Regions from separate parts of the Mus musculus genome. Here all the other regions are linked to region 1. Evidence: chromatin contacts called from public capture Hi-C and promoter capture Hi-C data. All regions are on one chromosome and are shown on one strand. Each heading gives the region's core, a stretch centred on a gene start, on an enhancer-like site or on the middle of the called end of the contact. The rest is flanking DNA. Distances are from core to core; before and after follow the strand shown.

Evidence for each region. Promoter capture Hi-C pulls out the DNA fragments that hold promoters and counts their contacts. Capture Hi-C pulls out chosen DNA fragments and counts their contacts.
Region 2: a contact with region 1 is called in a promoter capture Hi-C map of liver. The contact joins the promoter of Ddx6 here to the promoter of Mpzl3 in region 1. A contact is called at or near these places in 3 of 115 datasets of contacts at active chromatin or transcription factors (effector CD8 T cells, embryonic stem cells and pancreatic cancer cells) and 1 of 9 other capture datasets (liver).
Region 3: a promoter capture Hi-C map of macrophages shows a contact between it and region 1, with 5 read pairs. The contact joins the promoter of Fxyd2 here to the promoter of Mpzl3 in region 1. A contact is called at or near these places in 5 of 39 promoter capture datasets (the C10 cell line, the HPC-7 cell line, hippocampal neurons and 2 more), 1 of 15 datasets of contacts at CTCF or cohesin (the NIH/3T3 cell line), 1 of 484 Hi-C or Micro-C datasets (bone marrow-derived macrophages), 3 of 115 datasets of contacts at active chromatin or transcription factors (T-cell acute lymphoblastic leukemia, embryonic stem cells and large pre-B cells) and 4 of 9 other capture datasets (adipose tissue, liver, macrophages and 1 more).
Region 4: a capture Hi-C map of macrophages shows a contact between it and region 1, with 4 times the contacts expected there. The contact joins the promoter of Fxyd6 here to the promoter of Mpzl3 in region 1. A contact is called at or near these places in 3 of 39 promoter capture datasets (hippocampal neurons, liver and macrophages), 1 of 15 datasets of contacts at CTCF or cohesin (pro-B cells), 1 of 115 datasets of contacts at active chromatin or transcription factors (large pre-B cells) and 3 of 9 other capture datasets (adipose tissue, liver and macrophages).

Annotation. Positions count from the first base shown.
Region 1 is chr9:45,053,815-45,056,545 of GRCm38.p6, forward strand. Mpzl3 (myelin protein zero-like 3) reads left to right here and starts at 1,367. Exons shown (of 6, transcript NM_001093749.3): 1 at 1,367-1,504. The coding sequence starts at 1,429. Mpzl2 (myelin protein zero-like 2) reads left to right here. Exons shown (of 6, transcript NM_007962.4): 6 at 1-229.
Region 2 is chr9:44,603,570-44,606,300 of GRCm38.p6, forward strand. It overlaps Ddx6 (DEAD (Asp-Glu-Ala-Asp) box polypeptide 6), which reads left to right and starts at 1,323. Exons shown (of 14, transcript NM_181324.3): 1 at 1,323-1,383.
Region 3 is chr9:45,404,686-45,407,416 of GRCm38.p6, forward strand. It overlaps Fxyd2 (FXYD domain-containing ion transport regulator 2), which reads left to right and starts at 1,405. Exons shown (of 6, transcript NM_007503.4): 1 at 1,405-1,481. The coding sequence starts at 1,445.
Region 4 is chr9:45,368,763-45,371,493 of GRCm38.p6, forward strand. Fxyd6 (FXYD domain-containing ion transport regulator 6) reads left to right here and starts at 1,423. Exons shown (of 8, transcript NM_022004.6): 1 at 1,423-1,726.

The DNA of each region.
Region 1 (2,731 bases), core at 117-2,616:
GTGTATATTTCATATTTGTAATGAAGTAGTTAAAAACTCACAGAGAATGTCTCCAGGGAACTTGCAGCTTGTGTCTTGTTTGAATACTCATGGGATATCAGGTTCTTGTTCAGTGTCTCCTTCCTAAGAGTACTTTTGTACTGTAACTTATTTTTTATTATGCATGAATCACTGTGTAAATAAACCCTTAGTAATAAAGAACTATGATTTTTATTATTTGCTTACAAACAAATCTGCAAAATTCACAACAGCAGTTAATGGAAAACAAGGGAAGATGTTTAACTTTGCTCAAGTTTTCTTGGTAGATAGTAGAGTTAGACACGCAGAGCAATCATTAATTGATGAAATTAATTTCTAGTAGTTTTATATTTCTATAGGCTTCACATATTGCTTTGGAGGACTGGGAAATGGGCAAAATGATAGCACACATTTGGAAGACTCATTTCTTGGACCTAACCCTAATCTGAGTCTTACGACTGAAGTCCAGGTTGTCCTTAGTTCTTCTGCCCCAGTCTTGCAGATCTTGGATTTACAGGCTTTTGCCATCCTACCTGACTTAGTTTGGGAACTTTAGAAACAAGGATATTTGTTTTTCTACTCTTGATTCTTCTCATAGAAAAAACTACCGGCTTCCAAGTCTAGTAAAGTATGCCAATGGAAAATGTCAGCTATGAAATATTTCCAAAAGCTGAGGCTTTTTATTCCCTTTTACTTTCATTAACCATGGCGGGTCCAGGAGAATTGAGTGATTACACCAGTAAAGCGGGGTCCTTTCCACCCTTTCTTTCAGAGCATGTTAGACTGTCTCATTCCACGTCAAGTACCGTGATAATGATATCCTTACTTTTAAAATGCAAAGATACACAAACCCAAGTTCCTCCTCTCCTTTAATACACACTGTAATGATTTCATCATCACTGTCACTGCAGTAATTTAATAAACATCCAATTCTGAATGATGTAATGGCTACATTAAAAGGTACACAAATGACGACGCTTGCACGTATTTACCAAAGGACCCAAAAAAGATATATTTATTCTGATCTTGGATGGTCGCCTACGTTTTCCTGAACTTCAAATGTATGAGAATCTTTTGTGAGGGTTCAACTTAGATATTCTAGAGAGATAACTTCTGGATTACAGTCGGAGGATCGAGCCTGGTTCCCTGGAATTCCATAAAAATAGAACTGTTTTTTCAGTCTGTAGCCAATCTGAAGCAGAAGAGCGCAATCAGATCCTCCTGAGAGTCAAAGAACCGCTGATGAGGGTAACCGGGTACGATTCTAGTAACAATCCTTGTCCCTGATTGAGGTTGGGTCCGGGACGGCTCTTTCAAAGGTGACTCCCGACATGACGTCACTTCCGGCACCACCTGCATGGTCCCCGGGAGGCGTAAAGAGGGTGTGTAAGTATCGGAAGAGCTGTCGGGATGCAGCTGGCAAGAGGAACAGTAGGAGGCCGTGGCTGCGCTCTCTTTCCACTGCTGAGCATCCTAGTCGTCCAGGGTGAGTGCGCCAGCTGGCTGGACTCCACTTCCGGCAGGGGGCGGGGGGGTCAGGAAAGATGGTCGCTTTTCCGGTTCCGGGTTGGGGGGTCTCAGAAAAGCCCCCGCTCGGCTTCTGCGAAGGAAGGAAGGAAGGAAGGGAAGGAGGGGGTGTGGGATGGTTTTCTTTCCCGGCTAGCACCTCCCACTGCGGAGAGTTGGTTCCCCTCAGCTCTCAGAGCCCGACCACCTTGTGAGACTTGACACCGCCTTGATGATGCCTTGACGAAACCACAGCGAGCACAGGCTTGGCGGACACTCACTGCTCTTGTGAGATTCTCTGTGCTTGTCTGCCAGGGTTCTGAGTTGCTGTTACACCCTGGTCGGAAACCGGGCAATTCGTGTTCCAGTTATTTTGAGAGACACAATCAGGGCTAGGGAAAAAAAGGAAAAAAAAAAAAAAAAAGAAAAGAAAGGAAGAAAGAAGAAGAAGAGGAAAAAAGGAAAATCATGACTTAGTGATTTTATTTCAGGGGCTTTTAAATAAAACATTTTAGACAAGAGTTATAGTGTGATTTTTCTTATAGCAGGCATATTGCTGAAGAAAAGGCACCTTAGGACTTTCTAAACATTCTGAAGTATAAGAAAAGTCATAGCCATTCTTCTGAAACTTGAATCTTTTAACTATTGTCAGTACAGTGTTGCCATAATGACACTATTGTAAGGTTTGGATAATTTTACTTTCATGCTATTCCAATTTCTAAATTTCAATCCAAACTAATTAGCTTCATTTTGAAATGCGAATATTCTCTTGATTAGTGTGTGTGTGTGTGTGTGTGTGTCTTCCTAAGAAATGGAATACTGGTATAGCTAGCATTAGAATGAATTGTTGTATTGTAGCATTTCTCTGAAAATAATGGACATTTCTGAAAGGGGTCTTTAATATTGTGTAAGTATTAGGTGGCTGAGTCTCATCAGGTAAGATGAGGAGGTTTTTGTTTATCTGGTGACTAATCTGCATGTTGCCAGCACACTCCCTGATCCCTCCCAGCTACCTATGTCATCATAAATGTCCAGTTTTCCCTCTGAGTTCTTTTTACAACAGAGCCAGGCCTACTGTCACCTCATATAAACTCATATATATATATATATATGCATACATACACACACACACAGCAGGGCTGTGGAGGGAGAAATGTCCACATATTGTCCCAATGAGAAAAAAAAAAAAAGATCCTAGAAATTGTGT
Region 2 (2,731 bases), core at 73-2,572, 450 kb before region 1:
CTGATTGGATGTTGCTAGCTAAGAAGCAGGAGGGCTGGAAGCAGGGAGTCATTGGTTTAGAGAGCATATTTGGCTTTCTCTGATTGGTCTCAAGTTGGAAGCAGCGGTAAAAATATGGAAGCTGCAAGTCAGTGACTAAGTACTGACTGTCCAGGATTCCCTAACGTCGGTGTTTAGTAAGGAATCGCACTGTCCCAAAGGGTTTAACCACTGTCAGTATTTCCAGCCCTCCAGCAGCGTAAGACGCGAGTTTTTAACTTTCTCCGGCCCAGCTCGATTTTTACTTAACAAACAAAAAAGTTTGTTTTGCTTGGAACAAGACGACTTTCTAGGTTAAGGATAAGACATCAGGATCCGAGAATCATAGAAACAAACGCACAAATATCTGCAGTAAGGGTCAGGCAGGAGAATCTACGGGTCTCCCATTTGCACAGCGAGCCCTCACTGGTAGAGGCGATCCGCCCTTCTTTCTAGAAGAGTGCCACTGCGGGCAGGAGCAAAGGGTCACCTCGCCTGCACTCCGGGTTTGATAGCCCACGACCGAGGGCGCGCTCCCGGCTCACTGCTTCCCCCGGTGCCCCTTCCCGCTCCCTCTCAGACAGCATCGGCCCCAAAGGCCCCACTTTTCTGCACGCCCTGGCCTCGCAGCGTCCTCCCGGCCATCCCAGCTCAGCTTCCGGACCCGCGCAGGCTGCCCTCCGAGTGTGTCCGAGGTCAGCAGTCAGCAGACGTCCCCTCCGGCCCGGGACCCGTCAGCCCAGCTCCGAAGGGACGAACGAAGGCAAGGGCGACAGTCCTCGGCCACCGCCATTCATTTCCCCAGCGGTCTCGTCAGCTCTGCAGGCAAGCCCTCTCGCCCGTCCGTCCATCCGTCCGTCCCTCCGTCCCGAAAGCAACCCCGTGTTTCCCTGAGCTCGGCCCCGTCAAAGGCCGGTCTCTCCCGACCCTCGCCCGCCGCGCCCAGGAAGCCGTGACGCCGCGGCGGCTGCAGCTGCAGCGGCCGAGCTCTCGCCATCTTGTGTGGAGGAGGAGGAGCCGCGGCCGCCGCCATGCGGAGCGGCTGGGAAGGAGGGAGGGAGGCGACGGCGGCGGGCGAGGGAGGGGGCAGAGCAGCAGAGTCAGCTCAGCCCGGCGGCGGCGACATCGGGGGCGCCGGCACAGCGGGCGCCGGCCGAGGTAGTGCGGGGTGGCGGCGGCGGCGGCGGCGGCGAGCTGCGCGGGCAGCGAGCGTCGCGGCGGGGGCGGGGCGGGGCGGCGGGCGTCGCGGCGAGGGGCCGGGTGGGGGCGGGCGGAGGTTTCCGAGGAGGAAGGAGCCGCCGCCATTTTGGGAGCTTCGAGTCAACAATAAAGGACCGAGGGTGCGGAGCGGGAGTGGCCTCGGTGGTAGGACTCGGGCCCGAGCCGCGGGGCGTGGGGTGAGGCGGCGTGGTCGGGGTCGGCAGGATCCTGAGGGTATCAGGGAGCCCCCTTCGGGCAGAAGCCCGAGGCCCAGGCCTGGCCCGGGAGGACGGGCGGGTGGCCGCTGAGAAGAGCGGGGGCGGCGGAGAGGAGTGGAACCGAGGAATGTGGCGTGTGCGGGGTATGGAGGAGGAGCGGCGGGGAGCTCTGGACGAGCGGTGCGGTAGACGGGAGCGGGGACGGAACACCGGCCGGGACACCCGAGTGAGGTTGGGAGTGCGAGGCAGGGCAGCCCTGCGGGGGGTGGCAGGGCTGTGCTGGCCGGGGACTCGGCTGGGAGAGGAGCCGCGGCTGCTCGCTTGCAAGTAGGCCTTGCAGGTTGGTGGGGACAGAGGGTTTGGGGGAGACTCGGCGGCGTAAGAGGGGAGGAGAGGCGGTCCAGTTTCGGGGTTCTCTTCCGGGCCTTCTGAGGGGGGGGAGTCCCTATTGTTTCCCACTCGCAGAGCTGGTTCCGGCTCTTGTGGCGCAGATAGGATTGCAGGGCAGAAACCCTTTTGCTTTTTGATCCGAGGGAGCTGGGTTTGAAGCGAGGGAAGTTGGGGGAGGGGGCGAGGAATTATTGCCTTACGGTTACCGGACTCCGATTCTTGGCTTAGGGTTTTCCCTTCGCCATAGCCCCCCTTTACCTTCGTAAGAACCCCAATCACTCCTACTTCCTGTTGAGGCGTATAGAAATCGCCCTGTATTTGCAAACAAAAGCCCTTGTTGGAGCTTATGGGACTGTTTTAGGTGTGAAAACTGTCAATTGCTAACCACGGTCTGGGCCCTGCTGTAATTAACTCTGCCAGGGGCTCCTCCCAACTAAGTCTTATGTTCCTTCGTGGTTTTGTTTTAGGAATATAACTTGCAAATCTAAATTGGGAAGGGGTAGGACGAAAAATTTCCCACTGAGCCATAAAGCTGCAGTGCAGGTATCCGTTTCTGGAGGGAGCAGTTATCGAAGTCTCTGGGTTTAAGGCGCTAGGAGGTTTTACTGTGCTTGATTGACAGTACTGATGGTGTCGGTTAGGATTCAGAGGTTGCCCCCTTCATCCTCTTAGTGCTGTACAAACAGTAAGCCTTCCTGTTTGACGGACCTGATACTGTTGATCGTATGCTGTCAATACAGAAAATACCTATTGAGATAACAAATAAACAATTTAATGTGATAGAAGCATTTGTGAGCAAGTTGATGTATTTAACTTGAGATATCTTTTGACTTCTAAATTATGGATTTGGGATACTTGGTTTGAGGCAAAGATAACCAGTACTAATTAAGCTAGTGTTTCGGGTG
Region 3 (2,731 bases), core at 155-2,654, 350 kb after region 1:
ATGTATGCATGCGCATATGTATATATGTATGCCTGTATGTATGTAGCTATGTATGTGTATATATATGTATTATGCATGCACTCATCCATCTATCTCTATCTATCTATCTATCTATCTATCTATCTATCTATCTATCTATCTATCATCTATCCATCTATCCATAAATCTATTATCCATCTTGGTATCATTTCTCCATCAACCTATCACTTATATAGCTTGTATGCATGCAGGTATGCATGCAGGTATGTATGTATGTATGTATGTATGTATGTATGTATCTATCTATCTATCTATCTATCTATCTATCTATCTATCATCTATTTCTTGTTTACCTATCACCTGTGTATCTATTTATATATCATCTGCTAGTGTTGGATATTAGCTTCTTGGAGGCCAAGTCGACCATCTGGAACCCAAAGAAGACTGTGGTCTTACAGAATCCACACCATAGTTACCAAGGGGATGGTTACAGTGAGTGCAGGACAGGCTGGGGGTGGGTGGGTGGGTATGGCCATAGCATTTGAGCCCTGGATCTCAAAGGATAGCCATTATTTGTCTTCAACTCTCACTGGATGTTTGACCTTGGGCCTCAGCTTCTCCATACCTCAGATAGCTCATGTCAAGAGAGGAACTAAAGCAAAAGGGAGACAACAGCTAGAAAATGCTTTGTAAGCCCTAAGATCAAGCTGAGCTTCTTCCTGAAAGAGTCATAAGCATATGGTGACAGCCGCAAGAGGGAGTGTTGGGCATCAGGATAGGACATTAGTCAGGGATGGTGGAGGATTTCAGACTGAGGTGTGAGTGGCTAACTGTGGTGGCCTCGGGACCAGGATAAATAAAACAAGTCAGGACAGGCTGTCAGGGACAGCAGTGCTATTGAGGCTGATCCTGCTGGGGACCCAAGATTCACAGGACTGTGGTAAGAAGGGAGCCAGGCCGGGCTCCTTAGGAACACGGCGGGGAGACATGACTGCCCCATGAGAATGTAAGCTGTCACGGTGCTATCCACAGGGCCTTGCAGGAAGCTCTGGAGGCTAAGGGACTTGGAAGTCCCCATCCCGACCCAGGACCCCTATCTATACTTCCCATGTGCCCTTCACCGAGAGTGCATCTTGAAATTCTCACTTCCTCATCTCACTCCCAGCTGCGGCTTCCCCGGCTGATGGAAGAATACTGTTGCTGCCCATCCCAGCCCTGCTCTCTGGAAATTTCCTCTGGGAGGGGCTGGAGACCTCAGGCAGCTCCTCCCTGCCTCTGGCTCCCCCCATACCTCCCCTTGCCTGGGTCAGCAAGAGCCCCTCTGGGGACACTCAGCCTTTCTTGTGACTGGGGTAAATATTACCTGACACTGTTAATATTTAATGCCCCCCCACCTCTGCCCTGGCCACGGCAGACACTGTCCCCATAGTAGAGGCCACAGGAAGACCGTCGTGGAGAAGCCCCGATGGCTGGGGAAATATCAGATCTGTCAGCGAACAGTGGTGAGACTGGCAGGACTCTGCCTGGGACTGGCTCTGGTGGGCAGCTAGACCCCTTCCCTCTCCTGTTCCTTGGAGTTCCCCAGCCAGTGGCTCTCTTAGAAAATTAGCATTCAGAAGGGATCCTCAACCCCACCCCCACAGAAAAAGAGCAGAATAGCAGAAGTTGGAGCATCAGAAGTGTGTGTGTTTATGTGTGTTGTGTGTTTGTGTGTGTGTGTGTGTGTGTGTGTGTGTGTACGTGTGTGTGTACATGTGACTTTGTTCTGGGTGACAGGGTGTTGTTCTGTAGCCCAGGTTGGCCTGGAACTCATATAGCCCAGAATAACCTAAAATTCACTGCATTCTTCCTGCCTCAGCCTTCCACGCCCTGCCCAGTGTGACTTTCTCATCTTGGATGGAGAACTAAGATTTCAAAGTGGTCAGGGGCTGCCGGGGTTGGAGATGGGAGGAGCAGCCCTTTAGCTTAGCCTTCCCCAGAAGGCTTAGGGTCACAAGAAAAGCCCAGCGTTTTGAAATCCACAGACTCAGGCCTGGAGCCCAAGAGGACCCCTGCCGGTCCATAGATGTTGAGTTTTCTGACCTAGAACACTGGTGGAAGAGGGACTCATTAAATGCTTCCTGAAAGGGAAATGGGGGTGGGGTGGGGTTTGGGGTCCTGTCTTGGATCTGGCTGAGGCTGATGCTAGCTCCCCATTTGACCTTGAACATGACGGAAGTGTGGGAAGACTTTCTGCATGGATGCAGAGCCTGGGTCACTGTGGCTTCTCCTTAGATTTTGACCTTTCTGAACAACCCATACCTGAGGTTCACCAGCACTGACCCCCTCTGGCTACTGGAGGGATCTGGACTCACCAGACCCTGCGGCTGGCTGATCACTACAGGGGCACAGTTCAAAGTTGCCTGGGAATTGTTAACTTTTTCATCCCTTTAGAAAAGGCCCCGGACAAGAGGGGCTCCAGCAGGGCAGCAGAGAGTACAGCTGGCATGGAGTGGGGAATGGGGGTGGTGTGTGTGTGTGATTGTAGCTTTGCTGGCCATTGTACTACCAGCTATCCAAGGGTAAGTGCTCTGAGCTCAGGCTGGCAGAGAGCAGAATATCGGCTTCCTTCAGGGTGAAGGAGCCACAGGAGGCAGGGCCAGGGGCAGGCAGCTTGGTCTGAAAAAGTCTTCTTCCTCTATGTCACTTGAAAGGGAGCCTAGCACGTAGACTCATAGTGACGCTTTGCCTGGGTTCAAATCCCAGCTCTGCC
Region 4 (2,731 bases), core at 173-2,672, 320 kb after region 1:
GGAAAAGTTTGGGACAGAAGGTCAGGCCGCTGTCTGGAGCCACGTGGATTGGCAAGACTTGAGCCAGACTTTGATAAAAGGGTTTTAACTGTCACAGGAACCCTAGTGATTATGAAACTGGGCCAGGGTGGAGTCTTTTCAGCCCAAGGTCCTATGCTTAAGGGGTCAAACTATCCTCTACAGACTCCCCTTAAGCAAGGTAACCCAGTTTCTTCCTGGTAGCCATTGATGGCTTCTCTGCCAGTTCTAGGGCAACCTTGACTTCCCATCTGTTTTTTTGCCTTGGCCTTTGAGACTGGACCATTTGTTAAAGTGATTCAACCAAGCTGAAAGGCCACAGAATTATCAAGTTTGTTTGTTTGCTTCCTCTTCTTCCTCTTTCAACTCTTCTTCCTTTTCCTCTGAAAAGGGAAGATTTTCATGCCCTGAAACAAGATTTCTCTATGTATCCCTGGCTGTCCTAGAACTCTCTCTTTAGACCAGACTGGCCTCAAATCCAGAGATTCACCTGTCTCTGCCTCCCAAGTGTTGGGATTAAAAGAGTTGTTCTCCTCCTCCTCCTCCTCCTCCTCCTCCTCCTCTTCCTTCTTCTTCTTCACAAATGAGTAACTGTCCTGGTGCTGTGGTGCTGGAGAGGCAGGGCTGGGCTCTTGCTAGTAGAGCCCATTATTTCTGGGGTAGGGGTTGTCAGGAAAGCCTCGTGATAAGACCTAGAATTGGCTGATGCCAGCTGCTCTCCTCAATGCTTCAGCACAGGGTAGGCCAGCCTCCCTACAGCATCCCTTCAGTTGGCTAATTAGAACAGCCTTCCCCACTACAGAGCTTCCTGGATACCAACCTGCTGGGGGTGGTGGGGTGGGGTGGGGTGACCTCTGTCCATTCTTGCAAGCTCTTCTATCATTACTTAGAGTTAGTCAATGGAACCCTTGCTGGGAGTTAGTCTCACCTCCCTTTCCTAGATTAGGGAAAGGAACACTCCATATATGAGTGTTCATACTGATGCTACAGGTAGGATTGCAGAGCTAGGATGTAAATCTTTAAATTAATTTGTCACCTCGAATTTTGACTCTTAGTGACTAGGCTGGGGAGAGCTACTCTTAAAGCCTTCCGGAGTTAGGGATGGAGATGGGTGTCTTGAAAACGGGCTTCTGGGCAGCAAAACCCTGGTTCATGTGAGGGTCTTGTCCCCACAGCCCACCAGCTCTATTTGCAAACAACACTCCACCTAACTCTGGCTCCCATTCATGCTAATTGCGAACACAGCCAATGAACGCAGGTTGCAGGTGGCTGATGCTCCGTTGTTTCCTATTTTTCTGCCTTTCTCCCCTGATTTTCCTATTTCCGAAAAACACCAGCCCTGTCACGGTGTTGGTCTGGCTCATTTCCTACCCTCACCAAAGGGGGGGAGAATCAAAAAGCAACAGCTGCTGGCAAATCCGCTCCGGCGCTGGGCGCCTCCTCCGCGCGTCTCCTGTTGCTTCTTCAAGCCTCACTTCCCTTTGCGAAGAGCTCGCAGAGAGAAGGGCGCGGGCGACATCACAGGGGTCTGCAAGGGGACCCAGAAGCCAGTGGACGAGGGCGACCGGGGAGGCCAACCAGTCAGCCCCCTCTGGGAGGCGGGAAAGCTGCAAGCCGCGCCCACCGCCCTGCCCCCAGCGCGCCACTCCCGGCTGCTTGGACTCTGCTAGTCCTTCTGGGATCCGCTCGGAGGGGACCCAACGCCTAGGTGAGCAGCAAGGGAGGTGGGCAAAGTTGGCACCTTCTTCCGAGTGGAGGAGGCTTGGGTGGGGATCCGTCACTCTAGCGCCAGGTTCCTCCGAGTCTTGTTTGTTTCAGTGGGTGTGTGCCCAGGTCCCTGCCTGGGCGGCGGGAAATGGATTTGGAGATGTAAACAAGTAGATGAGCTTCCAAAAGCTAAGGATACCGGGATGGGGTTGCAGGCAATGGCGGTGGGCGATGCTGGTGGCTGGAAAATGCTTTTGAGGCTGCCCTGAGCTTGCATCAGGAGCTCCAGAAGGATAGAGGACCCTTTAGCAGGGGAGCTTCCCTTTGTTACTCGGAAGCGGGAGACCCTGCGGGGAATGGAGATGCGAGGACCCGGGAATGAAGGAATGTGAATGTGGACACATGGGCCACACAAAATGGAAATTTGCTGGCTTGGTGCTTGTGGGGTGTGGGCGTGGGCTCCGGGAGTGGCGAAGAGGCCCTGTAGACGGCGTTGGGGTTCGAGGATGAGGGGATTCATCTGACTGCATTGCCTTCTTTTGGTCTGTCCAGCTCGATTTTCTTTCCAGGGCTGCTAGTACCCTATCTCCATCGTTCCCAACCGGGGCTGGCCCTGGCGGAGCCTCCCCGCTTTATGTCTGCCCAGGGCTTTTCTGTAGAGTTGGTTGAGAGACTGGGTCTCTGGGCGTCTGCTCCTAGGAGCAGTCAGGTTGGAAATACCGGCCCACCCAAGCTGCCACCAACCTCCAGACCCAGAGGTTGTGATGCCTGGAGGCTTGGCTCCATCAATGTACCCTCTGTCTTTATTTCCTTTGTCTAACCTGTCTTCCCGCGCTACTGGAATTGGGATTTCTACCTTTGTAGTGGGACCAGTGGGCATCTCAGCCCTCTCAAGGACCCTTGGCACTAGTGTTCTGACTGCCCTCATATTGTAGATGTATGAATGTGTGTATCTGTTTTCCAACTTGGCCTTTTGCACGTGACCTGTCTCATGGTTGCCATGGAA